Linked DNA regions of Rattus norvegicus: region 1 is linked to region 2. Evidence: chromatin contacts called from public Hi-C data. All regions are on one chromosome and are shown on one strand. The core of a region is the stretch at or near the end of the contact, and the rest is flanking DNA. Distances in the headings are between cores, read along the strand shown.

Region 1 (3,669 bases), core at 819-3,318, 110 kb after region 2:
TTTTGCAAGGCTGCTTCCCACCCCCTTTATGAAAAAGTGACCCTTACTAGGCTCAACCTCGGGTACACCCGAGCGCAGTCAGCTTGGCAAGTCCCTGACAAGGGAGGTTGGGAGAGGGGAGAGGTCTAGTCAAAGGCAATGATTAAAAACAAATGCTACCCAATGGTCTCTAAGGGAGAAGGGTGCAGATTCTCAGAGGATGTGCTCCTCAGCGTCTACTTCCATAGAGACAGGACCCTAGTGGGTAAACCCCAGGCCTCCTAGTGAGTAGGCACGCGCACCCTCGCCGAGCTCTGTTGACAGCACCAGAGACAGGAGGATGCACCGAGGAAAAGGAGCCGAAAAACCGCAGTGTTTTGCCCTCTGTCGCTCACAACCACCCTCAAACCTTCAAAGAGGGAATCACTCGCTGCCAGTCCCCTTAGAGAGGATCCCCGGGAACAGTGAGGGTCCTCGAGCTTGGCTCCTGGGTACACGACAGGGTTGGGGGTACCCGCTGCACCAAAACTCTGCGCTCTGGTTGCCAGAACACAAGCTATTAACCAAGGAAAACGGAAACAGTGTGGCACGTTTCTTTTTTTCTTGATTAGAATAACCGCCGCCTCCAATATTCCAGAACAGGCAGATGAGAAAGCAGAAAAACCGGGTGTCCTGTCCTTAGGAGATCGAGGAAAGAAAAGCAAATCGCGCCCTCTCCCACCTCTTTCCCTGAGCCAGGAGAGAGGACGTGGCCTTCACCCACTGAGAAGGAGCTGGACAGCTTAAGCGAGGCTTGAGCTGCAACCCTCCGACTCTGCAAGAGAAGAGGAAGGCGGCTGGCCTATGCCCTCACGAAGTGGGGAGGGTGTGGGCTGAAGGCTGGAAGTGGAGGGTGGCCGAGCTGCACACCGCTACGTGCAATGATTTAGGATTGTCGAGTGGCCAATATTGTTCCAGCCTTAACCTGGCTAGAAAATGAGCGGGTCTGGGTCTGGGTCTGGCATGCACACTCAGCCTGCAAAAGGGCAAAGATGAAGGGAGGGAGGGCGCGCCAGACAGAAAAAAAAAAATCTGCCCGGACGCCAGAAGCTACCCAGCTGTCGACCCGCGCTCTGCACTTGGACCCAGGCAGCCCAGCCCAGAAGAGTGATACAGAAAGGGGCCTCGAGCCCAGTGAGTCAGGGATCTAGCCAAAAACTCCCTGCTCCCTGCCCTCCCGAGTCTCCCAGGCCCCTCGCGTCCTGGGGGCTGCCTCCCGTTTGCACTGAGGCGTAGCCTGCACCTCAGCCCGGAGCAAGGCTGTTTCAAACGAGGCGGCCCCGGCGACTAGAACGCCACGCCGGCTGCTCCCCACATCCTAACTGCTCTGCAGCCAGCCTCCGCCTTCCATCCCCAAACATCTCCTTCCCCCCTACAAAGGGTCGGAGGGATGCAAAGTGAGCCACGGTTATGAGCTCCTTCTATCCCCGCAGAAGCAACGGGAGCACCCCCAGATTACTCAAACCAACAGAGCATCCTTCCCACAGCCAATCTCCCCAGACATCCTGCAACTCTAGCCCTCCGGATCAGCTCTGTATCAGCAAAGCAAGTCGCCTCCCCCCTTCCGCCCTCCCCGACTCCAGATGCTTCAAGCTTCCCAAGCCACAGTCAGAGCACATCTGAGTCCCCGATCCTCCTTTCCAGCCCGCCACTGCTTCTGCCCTCTCAGACCATCAGCCTCCTAGAACATTGCCGGAGCCAATGAAGCAGAGCTCTCTTTCCTCCTCCGTAGCCCGGCCCCCCTTCACCCTCTCCGCGGTCCCTAGACTGGCGCCCAAGCTCCGCGCCCCGGCGACAACTCCGCATACCCCGCGCGCGGGCTGGAGCCGCGTCCCATCGGCGGCCCGCACTTACCCGGGAAGCACACCACATAATGGAGCACAGAACTGGTGATTTTCAGGAACAAAATCCACCAACACGGTTCCAGTAACCTCCGCATGTCCGAAAACGCACATCGAAAAGAGAAAGGCAGGGGGGGTAAACTTGTTGAATAAGTTCTTGCTTCCGAGCGAGGCTCCGCTAAGCCTGGAGGCTTTCTCGGCTCGCCCGCCACACGGCCCCCAACACACACTCGGCGACTGGTCCCGCAGGAATCCGGGAAGCTGCCAGAGCTCCCGGAAAAACCTCAAAAAGTGACCGGGAATGCAAAGCTACGCTAGGGACGATCCTCTCGGAGGAGAAGGGCTCCTCTTCGCTCAGAGACGATCCAGCCGATAGGGCAGGGCGAAGAGGAGGCGCACGGCGGCACTGCCCGGGGCCGGGAGCAGGCAGGGACCGCGGGTGGCGGCGGCTAGGAGCGGAAGAGCCCCAAGTTGAGTCGGCAGCGCAGCGCAGCCCAAGAACCGGCGGGCGACGGAGGGGCTGTGTGCGGCGCGGCGGCTCCGGGCTTCAGGCGGGCAGCTCCTTCCAGGGCCCCGGCAAGGAAGGAGGCATGTCTGCGAGCGGGGAAAGGGAGGGAAGCGGCGGGGCGGAGCGCAGAGCCCCCCAGAACAGAAACGGCCAGTGGAGAGCAGGGAAACACAAAGGATCTCAGAGGGGCGCCGGGGCGAGGGCGCCTTCAGTCCATGCTCCCGAAAGTTGTGGCTCCGGCGCAGGCTGGGGAGGAACCGAGAGCGCGGGGCTGGAAACTGGCCATGCCTCCATACAGGAAGTAACATGTGAGCATGGATCCTGGCAGAGACTTTAAAGCCGGCGAGCGGGCGAGCGAGCGAGCGATCTGGGGGCGCGCGGCGGCGGGGGCGCGCGAGCACGGGCGCGCGGTGATGCGCATCCCCGAGCTGCCGCCGGCGGGGGCGCGCGTTGCACTCTCTTAAAGCGGCCGCGCAGGGCTCCCACTTCCAAGGACTTGCACTACTCTCCTCTCCAGGCGTGCCTAGGGCTATGGGTGTACGTTTAGAGGAGCTGGTAACCCAGGCTCCGTCTAGGACAGAGAAGAGAACCTCAGCCTTGTTCGGTCTGCGTGGCTTTGCTCCATTTTTGAGTTCTTAAAGGCGAAGCGTTTTGCTTGGATTCGGAGAGATCCCTGGCCTGGTTCATGAATCCCGGACTTGGGGAAGGGGAAAGGGTGGCCCGGTTGAAATTGGGAGAGAGGCGGGACCAGCAGCTATCTTTTTCATGGACTGGGGACTTCCGTGTGGCCTCACCACCTTGACGGTGCCTCGGCGGGGTGTACCTCCGGCGTCCCTCTCCTGCTGCATTCCGGGACTAAGAGACAAAGCCCAGCGGCCTTTGCACTCAGGTTTCATTAGATTTGATTTTTTTTTCTTCCTCCTTTCCGAGCTTCCATTGACAGAGTTTACTGCTGGGAGATGAGGCAAGGGATCGGGGGTTGATCCCAGGCTAGCAAAATCCAGCCCCAGTCCCACACCCGCTTTCCCTAAACCACGAAAGTCTGTCACGGAGTTCTCCCAACTCTCGGTTTCAGGGAGAAGGTGGCTGCACCTTGGCCTGGTTAGGCAGAGGGCGAATGAAGTGCGCCTCTCACCCGGGGCAAGAGAAAGCAGCACCCCGGGGCAGGACTGGTTTCCCGGCAGCTGCTCTAGGAGATGCGGCTTAAGTAAGCTACAGGGAGAGGCATCCGGGGGAAATGCAAGGACTAGGCTTATCTGTAATGAGTTTTGTCCCTTGGCTCTCACTGAGATCTTTATCGCT
Region 2 (3,878 bases), core at 1,247-3,746:
GACTCTCCTTCCTCAGGCAGTGAAATGAAGCCCTCTTCTGCCTTGCAGTAACACCTGTGTAAATCCTGATGCTTGCCTAATCCCTGTAAATAATGATATAAGTGTGGCTCAAATTAAAGATCGCCCCAAGGGATGGCGCTCTAGCCTTCTTTCCTTTGCCATCTCTAGCTCCCTTTTCTCCCTACCTGAAGCTACACACCTTCCCTGACCACCAACCATCTTTGGAAACTGGAGACTGAGAAAGTAACATCAGCCACAATCCAGGAAAGCAAGACACCCTCAAAAAAAAAAGGGGACCGAATGGCCTGTCTCCAAACCATGTAATTAGGAGCATCTGCTAAAGACGCAACTCACTGGGTCCCCGGGCTTCCTCTTCTGGAGGCAACTTAACTTCCCACGGTCCTATCCACAGAATGGCATGTGATTAAACTGTCTTATTCTCTAGCTCTTTAGCAGACACAAAAACAAAAAAAAAAGTCATAATCCTCCCATAAAGCTGTCATATTCTGAGGGCTATTTAACAAATTGATTTCCCGAAAAGGAGCAGGCATTGCTGTACATTTCGACACCACCCCCACACATGCTTCTCAGACTGAATGCAAATTGGCCTCAAAATTTTTCTCTAATGTGTTAATGAAAAGATTTCTTTGTCCAGCAAAGCTACAAAGTCCTACATAAAAGAAATTCATTATTCCCTAACCTCCTGGGCACTCCTATAGTTTTGTATAAATATCAAGCATGCAGATTTGACTTTCCTTTTTAGCAGTAATGTCTACACGATTCTTAGTGTAGGCCGCATTTACAGAGATGAGGCCAAGTGACTTGGTTAGGTGGGAGGCTTTCCCAAATCCATCTTGAAGGTGGGCACCCAGCTGTTCTGCTTAGGGTCTCATCATTACTGTGACAAAATATCTGGGAGGGAAAAAAAACTCAACTGAAGGAGGAAGGAGATATTTGAACTCACCATTGGATGGTCCTGGCCATCATGGAGGGGTGTAATGGCAGTGGGACCGGCCGGAAGCCTGTGGGCACACTCCCTCCATACCCTGGAAGCAGAGAGGGTTTGCCATCGCTTCCTCTTTTCCACTCAGTCCACAGCTCCATCCCACAGACCTGTGCTGAGCACATTTAGGTGAGCCGTCTCACCTCTCAACCTAGTCTACATAATCACGAGTGGGCGTACCCGCACGTTTCCATGGTGATTCTAAATCCCACCAAGTTGACAATCCAGAATAACCATCGCAAATGCTCAGAGAAATAAATATTCAATAATCCTGAGGTAAAAGGACAAGGAGACATAGCACAAGAATCTGTCCCTATAGATGTGGGTCTGTAGGTAACGGTGAATGGTAAGGGAGAAAGACTTTAAGCAAACTCCAGAGAAGATCTTCAAGTCAAGCCATTCCCAACTCAGTAAAGTTCCTAGGTGTCCTTTCAACTAGAAACAAGGAGGCTCTTTGCTTCATTTCAGGACTAGTAGGTGGTCTGCTCTACTGGATCTCTTCTTCCTGGTCTAATGTCTACCTCCCTTTAGCGTGGCTGGTTTGGGGAGTTCCTTTACTCAACTCATTTTTCTGAGTTACTGCTTACAGATACAATAAAGTCAAAGATAGAAAAGGTGGGACGGTGAAATCCTCACCTCTTCCCTCACCTCATCCCATCTTTCCAGTGACGCCTTTTGTATACCCCAAAAAACATCATCTTGAGTTGGGCAATGGCATGGACAATTAAGTTTGGTCCCCAGAACCTGTGTTTTTGTTTTTGTTTTTGTTTACAAAAACTAAAACTGTGTATGGTGGCCCACACTTGTAATCCTAGCACTGGGGAGGCTAAGACCAGATGTCTCCTGGGTGTGATGGTGGCCTTGTTTACATGGTAAGTGCCAGGCCAGTAAGAGAGTCTGGAGAAAGGGGGAAAACCAAACAGTGTTTGAGAGCACACCTGAGGCTGTCCTGTGACCTCTACAAACAAAAAAACGTGACTTTATCTAGATTTCACTGTGCAATCTAGGGCAATCCAGATATAGATACGGATAAACATATGTATCTGTTCGGAGAGAGTTGCTTAGCTAATTGTAACAGCTGCCCATATGCCATTACTTGGGAGAGTATAATTTATTAAAGCTACTCCAATTAATGGGCTGTCAGGTTACCTCCATTTTTTTTTCCAAATCCAAATGCTCCTTTGATGTACGTACAACCTTGACACGTGTCATTTTGCACTAGAGGACAGGTACATCTGCAGAACAAGCATCTGGCAGACAGAGGTGCCAGATCAAAGGGATGGTGCCTGTGGAATCGTGATGGGCACAGCCCAAGTCCCACCACGGAAACTGTGCCAAGCTACAGTCCTTGAAGAGGACTCATTTCCCCACAGCTTTGCCATTTGGTTATGACAAAGGTTCTAAGAGGTCATTCACTCCAGTGCAGGCCAGAGTGCAGTGTAGGTCAGTCTCTGTCCAGCCATTCCTAGCCCTAATGTTTACTGCCTGACATCACCACAATACAAGTTGTCAGACCTGGAATGCAGAAACAGAGCCAAGGTCCCCATCTACCCATCCCTCAGGTGAGTGGCTTGGGCAAACCCTAGGAAGTTCTCCACACCTCACTTTCCTCACGGATCAGATGGACAGGCATGTATATACCCCCCACTAAATATATAAAAAGCGTCTCCCTCCCCACCAGCCCCTTCCTCCTTTAGGAGTAAACAACCACAAGCTAACCAGAGTCCAGTAGAAAGCTTAGCAATCGTTTTACATAACTGCATCCCCATGCACAGCCCTGTACAGTGGTCATTCATCCTTCCAAGGCCTGATGAGAGATCACCTCAGCAAGAGGCCAGACATTTCACATGCCACCCTGCCAAGGAGTGCCCCTTCCGGTACCCCCGCAGTGTGCCTCAGTGAGCCAGAAGTCAATTAGAGTAACTGAGGCTGCACCTTGGGGAGAGAGATTAACTGTACCAACTTGTTGTTACAGCTGCTGATCCAAGGCTATGAAGGAAATAAACAGGGGGAGGTGTGACAGAAATAAGATACAGTAAAAACCCTGCCTTCAACAGTGGCGTAGCCCTGTGGAGGCACCACTGCCAGCTCCCTTCTAGAAGGAACTTGATACTTGGCTTACGTTTAAAATCCAACCAGCTTTTGAGTCAAGGGAAGCTCGTCCATGCCAAGGAATTCACACGTGGGGATCCTGGAGACACGGCTGCAACCGCATGAGATCCTCACGGTGTCCTGAGGTCCTGCCTAGTCCTGCCTCCCACCTTTTCCGCCCCAATTATTAACCACCAAAATGCTCTTGCACCACGGTGTCTGCTCCTTGAACTGACACAATGACAGAGACAAGCAGATTGCTCTCTGTGGGGACCATGCACAGCACCCTTTATTTTAATTAAAAACAAAACAAACAAAAAAAATTTTTCACCTTTTTTCCTATTTTAATAAGAACCTTCTTGGCCAGACCTTTCCAACTCAACATTCATTCATTCATTCATTCATTCATCCCCCACCCCCTCCCACCTTGCTCTCTTTTTTTTTTTAAATTAGGGGTGTTATATGAACCTGGGGATTAGCCCAGGACCTTATCACATAGGTTCATGGTAGACCATGGAGCTACAAGCCCAACCGTAGCCTGGCTATCACGTACTCCACAAAGAACCCTGGTGCAACCCTCCCCATTCAGTTCAGCTTGTTCACACAGCACTCTGAAAGCCTTGCAGGTCTCCTACTCTGGTTATAATTATAATTCCCAGTTTAGAGCATACAGGGGGAGATGGCCCAGTGGGTAAGAGTGAGTGCCCACTGTGTAAGCACGAGAACATGAGTTCAGATTCCCAGCACCCATGGCAAAAGCAGGGCGTGGTCCACACATGGTCCT

The links. A called contact is a pair of places that touch in the nucleus more often than the background predicts.
Region 1: a contact with region 2 is called in a Hi-C map of liver, with 2.9 times the contacts expected there. The contact joins the promoter of Ptprg here to the enhancer-like site in region 2. A contact is called at or near these places in 4 of 12 Hi-C or Micro-C datasets (kidney, liver and psoas muscle).

The regions. Positions count from the first base shown.
Region 1 is chr15:15,980,513-15,984,181 of GRCr8, forward strand. Ptprg (protein tyrosine phosphatase, receptor type, G) reads right to left here and starts at 2,069. Exons shown (of 30, transcript NM_134356.2): 1 at 1,873-2,069. The coding sequence starts at 1,957.
Region 2 is chr15:15,871,130-15,875,007 of GRCr8, forward strand. The region is part of intron 1 of Ptprg (protein tyrosine phosphatase, receptor type, G); the gene reads right to left. LOC120097096 reads right to left here. Exons shown (of 2, transcript XM_063274845.1): 2 at 1-3,878. Among named protein-coding and RNA genes, the nearest start is that of Ptprg, 110 kb to the right of the region's middle. Within about 2 kb of position 2,497, at least 5 of the 93 cell types and tissues checked have an H3K27ac peak or open chromatin away from gene starts, as enhancers often do. A contact at or near this core is called in liver, where this site is marked.